Linked DNA regions of Mus musculus: region 1 is linked to region 2. Evidence: chromatin contacts called from public Hi-C data. All regions are on one chromosome and are shown on one strand. Each heading gives the region's core, a stretch centred on a gene start, on an enhancer-like site or on the middle of the called end of the contact. The rest is flanking DNA. Distances are from core to core; before and after follow the strand shown.

The links. Hi-C and Micro-C count contacts between places; a contact is called where the count stands out from the background.
Region 1: a contact with region 2 is called in a Hi-C map of uterus, with 2.0 times the contacts expected there. The contact joins two enhancer-like sites. A contact is called at or near these places in 1 of 39 promoter capture datasets (the 3T3-L1 cell line), 1 of 15 datasets of contacts at CTCF or cohesin (the NIH/3T3 cell line), 11 of 484 Hi-C or Micro-C datasets (the 3T3-L1 cell line, 3T3-L1-derived adipocytes, the C2C12 cell line and 6 more), 1 of 115 datasets of contacts at active chromatin or transcription factors (heart atrium) and 1 of 9 other capture datasets (adipose tissue).

Annotation. Positions count from the first base shown.
Region 1 is chr2:7,082,950-7,085,726 of GRCm38.p6, forward strand. It overlaps a transcript of Celf2 not described here. Among named protein-coding and RNA genes, the nearest start is that of 5031426D15Rik, 160 kb to the left of the region's middle. Within about 2 kb of position 1,387, at least 5 of the 459 cell types and tissues checked have an H3K27ac peak or open chromatin away from gene starts, as enhancers often do. A contact at or near this core is called in uterus, where this site is marked.
Region 2 is chr2:7,012,042-7,015,215 of GRCm38.p6, forward strand. It overlaps a transcript of Celf2 not described here. Among named protein-coding and RNA genes, the nearest start is that of 5031426D15Rik, 85 kb to the left of the region's middle. Within about 2 kb of position 1,275, at least 39 of the 459 cell types and tissues checked have an H3K27ac peak or open chromatin away from gene starts, as enhancers often do. A contact at or near this core is called in uterus, where this site is marked.

The sequences.
Region 1 (2,777 bases), core at 137-2,636, 71 kb after region 2:
TCCCCACAGCACTACCCAAGAGAAGAGGACTTCCTAGGTCACACTACCCAGCAAGAGGCATCCCTTAGGAGTACTAGATGTGATCCAGTGAGCGATCACAAGTGCCTTCTCCTGAAACCTGCAGGTGGTGGGGTGGGGTAGGGATTACACTTCCCCACGTGTTAGGTAGAACTCACCAAATATTAAAACAAAATAAAATGAGAGAGATGTGGGAGAGAGAGAGACAGAGAGAGACAGAGAGAGAGAGAGAGAGAGAGAGAGAGAGAGAGAGAGAGAGAGAGAGAGAGAGAGAGAGAGAGAATGAATCTATCTCAGCATCAGAGAGAGACATACTGAGTCTGCTTTTGGGAGCTGCTGCTCTTATTGTTAAACGTTCTTGTCACTCCATTTTAATTTCTCCTCTCCGTCCCTCTTCTCCGTGCTCCCCACCCCAGTTCTTAAAATAGTCAGTTAACCCTCAGTGTCCAGCTGCTTCCTTTCGCAGTCATAAATATCATCCTAATGGCTGTGAATGACACTCTTCAAAAGTGTGACTATCTTTATGCTAAAATTAAAAGACAATTTCATACCTTGTAAGAGAAAAAAAATCCACCGCCTCTCTGGGACTTCATGCTTCTATCTGGGCTGTTTGTGCCCTCCCAGTATGAAGCTGGGGCCATGTCATAATCATGTGTAAACATTTACATAACGCTTTTAATCCCCAAGTGCTTCATCCAGTGTGGCTAATAGCAGTAGCCTTCATATAGAGTTTACTTCCAAAAGGCTGCCAGCGCTCAGATAATTAATAAAGTGTTTCTCCCTTTAGAAAGTTAGCAAGAGAAAAACAAAAGATTATCATGAAATAGTTTCTGCAATTATAATGACATCATCCTTATCTCATTAGCCCACTGTACCACAGGGATCCAGGGCTGGGGAAGGGAGAGCAATGAGGCCTTAATATTTAGAGTTCAGGGTTAATGGGAGGAAAGGCGGGAGGAGGAGGGACCTGGCTTTGGGCCAAAGGACAAATAGATGAGCATGATTCTAAGTTGCAAAATAATTTATTTTGTTTTTTTCTTAGACAGGGTCTCACTGAAACCCTGTTTGTCCACACATACCTGTCCTCTAGTCCAGGCAATTCTCCTGCCTCAGCCTCCCAAGCACAAAGATTGCAGACCATCAGCCCACATGCCAAGAAAAATAGTCTTTTTGATCAGTGGGCTCTCCAAAACCTTTTAAAGGCAGGAAGTAGAATCTCTCTTTCAAACAGAACCTTGCATCCAGACCCAATAACTGGATAAAGCAAAAGTCTATCTCAAAGTAGAGAGCTGGGATGATTTCCTTGTGTGTTGGCACACACCCTCCTCGTAGTTAGGTTGTTTATGAGACCAGTAGAACTTTTCCCTTCCTGTTATAAATGAGGGCTCTGGGGCGTGAAGAAATGAAGCAACTGGCTCGATCCCTGGGCACTGTGCTTAGCAGTCATGCCTACAAGCCCACCTGGGCATTGGCAACCCCCTCCCTCTTACAGCATGACTGCACACAGGTAGAGAACACCTTCTTGAGGGTGAGGCTGGAGGCAGGATCAGGTCAGGGCCTCTCCCTGTTCCTCTCAAGCTGCTGGAGTGCAGAGTATCCTTGGACACCCACTTACTGGAATCATTTGTTTATAAATGATGCAGAACTGTGATGTACTAATTTTTTTGTTTTTAATTTTGAGATTCAAATATCTTACATGCAATGTATATTCATTCTGTAAACTGAGACAAATTTATCTTTTTTCTCTTTTCCCTCATGGTTCTGTTTCTGCTACACTGAATGCTCATACTGAATGCATCTGTTTTCTGTTCTGCTTTGGATTTTTGAGACAGAGTCCCTCTAAGTGGTACAGGCTGGCCTTGAACTCTCTGTGAGCCTCTTGCCTCAGTTCCCCAAGTCTTGGGACAAACCGGATCAATCTGCTAATTGTTAGGCCATTGGATTTTAAGTTTCCCATCAAGTATGAGTGTGCTTATGGCAGAGAAACAATACGTTGCTTTGTTCAGATTTGAGTCAGCTTATCTGGAACACAACAAGGGAACAGGAAACATCTTATTCTCAGAAGTAAAATGTTAAGTTCACCTTGAGAAGCTAATTTTTTCCCTCTGTATCACCGTGTGAATTGCTGTGAGGTATCATTTTAAGTTTTGTTTTGCTCAGTTTTGATAAAGTGACTCCTTCACATGGAAATTAATTATTGTGTGCATTGTTCAGTTTCAGACAGAGTCTGGCTCTGTAGCCCAGGCTGGCCTTGAACTCTGATTTTCTTTCGTGAACTCTGATTTTCTTTCGTATCTCGGCCTTCTGAATGCTGGGATTGCAGGCACAAGACACCGTTTTACTTTTTTGAATTCAAAAATAAAAATCTCTTGCTCTTTCATCTCCTCTTCTCAAGCATACATGTATGTCTATGCATATATGTATGTCTATGTCTACGTGTGTATATTTTTCTTTCTTTCTTTCTTTCTTCCTTCCTTTCTTTCTTTCTTTCTTTCTTTCTTTCTTTCTTTCTTTCTTTCTTTCTTTCTTTTTTTCTCTCTCTCTCTCTTCTCTCTTCTTTCTTTCTTTCTTTCTTTCTTTCTTTCTTCCTTTCTTTCTTTCTTTCTTTCTTTCTTTGTATGTCTCTGTATGGATGTATGCCATGTATGTCTCTCTCTGTGTATGTATATGTTTCTCTCTCCTTTCTCTCTGTATATATATGTCTCTCTATATATATGCCTGTGAGTATAAATCCTTGTATATCTCTTGTATATCTTGTA
Region 2 (3,174 bases), core at 25-2,524:
CTTCATAACGCAGTGTTAAATGACTTCGTCCTGTGCATTCTTTTCATGGATTGTCTTTATATTCAAACTGCCTCCATTCCAAAAGTTTAAACACAGGATTTCCTGGAAGGGTCTTGGTAAATTCAACATATTTTATTCATATTTCTAAGCATCTAGATTCTGCATGAGTCGAGACAAGAAAGGGTTTTGCAACCGCGTTCCTCTTAAAACATTTAACTTTTGCTTAAAACACAGTGGCCAAAGTGAAGTTCTAAGTCACATTTGTAGTTTGAGTTCACACAGGATGCTTTTGAAAACGTGGGCCAGTGTGTGGCAGGCATCGTCCACACATCTGAGAGGTGTCAACAGGGTGGCTGATGGGAAGGGAGAGCAGGCAGAACCGCTGTTCCTTCCTGGTCAGGTGTGAGCAGATCCACCAGGCTTCTCTTTCTGTGTGCTATCAAAGTGACATGGTGTTTACTCTCCATTAGCAGGAAGTACATTGCCGAGCAGGTTTGGAATTAACTGTTTTCATTACCTGAAGGATAACTCCCTGGGATGTGAGCAGAGGCATCTTTGTTACTCTCCTGGATATAATTAGACAAGTAATTAATGGCTGCTTGTGCAACCTGACAAAAGAAAAAAAAAAAAAAACCCAAGAAGGAACTGCCCTAGCTGTGGGTATTAGAGGTGTAAAAAGTAAAGGGTAAAAATCCAAGCCTATTTCTTCTAGTCCATCCACTGGAACGTGATGGGAGGGAGCTAGTATACATCGGTCCTAGCTCTTCACTTCCTCTGACCCTGAACTTTACCCAGAGCACAAGAGAGATCAGAATGCTGGGACCAGTTTTAATAAGTGGTATGTTTTTCATCTATGTGTGTGCCAAAGAGAAAGACATGTTGCCTGTCATGGACAATTATGGAATCTTAACTTGAACTGGAAGTAGACACACTCTCCTTCACTATTAGTTAAGGCTTATCACTCAAAAAGAAACTTTACCCATCTCAGATGAGGACAGTCTAGTCTGCACAAACTGCCAGTGCAGAGGACTCAGACAAGTTGGAGGCCTCTGTACAACAATTGCTCTGCATTCCCTCTCAGAAATGTGCATCTCAGGTCTCTATGCACCATTTCATTCAGAGAGAGAAAGGCCCCAAGCCTCAGGCTTCGATAGTGAATGGTGTTAGAGCGTAGAAATGCAAAGCAAGCTCAGGGTTTCCATGAAATGGGAACTGAGTGGATCCACGAGAGGCGAGGCGTTGCCCAGAGTCCTCCTCTCCCTTTGGGAGATGACTCACAGAAAGCTTTGGTCATGCTCTGCATGGCTGGTTACTAGCTGAGCCCAAGAATGACTTCTCCAGGCCACAAAAGGAAGAACAACTCTTGAGTCCTGATGTTAGAATCAATTTTTTTTCCTTCCAGTTGATGAGAGATCTGAATATAGTCACATTGAGGACCTCCTATTAGAGGAGGAAGTGGGGAGGGGGGAATGTAGTTATTTCTGTCTTCAACTAGGAATTTCCCATTGGCCTAACAGATAAATCTATTTCTTTGATTGCCTTAGCTTCTCAAAAAAAAGTAGGAATTGTAGCTTTCATACACCACCAATGGTCTCTGTGTGTGTGTCTAAAGTTTTATGTATTATACATGTGACTGTATGTTGATGTGTGTGCCGAGGTTTCAAACTCAGGACCTCATGCTTGAATGACAGACATTTTCATTGACTGAATCATCTTTCTAAAAATGCTACTGTGATCTTTTTTACATCAACTATCCAATGTGGTCTATGGATTTTCTAATCTTTGAGGAATTCATGTACTTGTCAGATTGCTCTGTCTTGACTGGTAGGAAACAGGCTATTCTTGTGAAGGAAAATATATGGTTGTTGTCACCTGTAAGACAGGTCATGTCAGCCTGTTGAATGTAAGATAAAATGTCGAATTGATGATTCAACAGATGAATGGATGCAGTAACCTATTCAACCTCTACTTAGAAGAAATGCAGTGACTCACTGCTACCCAACTCTTCCCTTTAAGTGACAAATTACCATACATTTAAAAATGGCTTTGTTATAGTGCCTCAAAGATTAGTGTGAAGCAAAGGTGAATCACTGCTTGCCCAGATCTATACATAGATGGCCTGTGTTTTCCTGTTCAGAATCTACATCAGTCGCTCACTTTTCAGGGTCCAGGACATTTTAGATATATGAGAGATTAAGGCCTTTTTGGAAGGCATGCAGAACTTCTGACAGAGAAGAACACGCCAGAAAAAGACTCCTGGGTTCTATTCAGCTGAGGAAATGCAAGTATGGGAATTTGGGGTATGTATCTAATTCCCATTCTACATGCCTGAGACCACGTGTGCACAAGGTCTCTCTCTCTCTCTCTCTCTCTCTCTCTCTCTCTCTCTCTCTCTCTCTCTGTGTGTGTGTGTGTGTGTGTGTGTGTGTGTGTGTGTGTGTGAGGGTACACATATATACTCAACTATGCCACACCACTCTTTATAAACTGCAATAAGTATTTTAGTTTCTTTTTCTTTTTTAAAAAAGGTTTTAATTTACTTTATTTATATGTGCATGCATGTCTCTCAGTGTATATGCATGCAACCACTGGAGCTAGAAGAAGATATCAGATCTCTCAGGGATGAAGTTACAGGTAGTTAGAAGGTATCTGAACTGGAAACTGAACTCTAGCTTTCTGCATTCTTACCATCTCTCTTACTGAACCACCTCTCAGGCCCAGAGTCTGTACTTCTGAAGAAATGCATGATGATCCTTCCTGGCAAGTTCCAAGGAAGAAAGGACAAAGAGGAGAACATAAAAGAACTCATCCTGCCAAGTGGGAGCCCTGAACAGCGTAGGAAAACTAATATACAGGGTGGATGGAAGTCAAGGATCTCATTACATACAAACCCTGCTCCTTCCTACCACACACCACTCTTTGCTGCACCTCACTTCCGGTAGATGTGTTTGTCCTTGGCTGTGGGAGCAAAGGAGTTTACAAGCGCATGCATGATGGATGCACAGACATTTGGGACAATGGCCGAACGTTTGCATTTTTTTTCCGGTTTTAAAGCAAACATGAGACTTGGTACTTAACTGTGAAGGTTGAATGACATGTTGCCAAAGAGGGGCACACTGGGAGAGCTTTCTTTCAAAGTACCACCCGGCTTCTCCCCACTTCCCACGTCCCCTG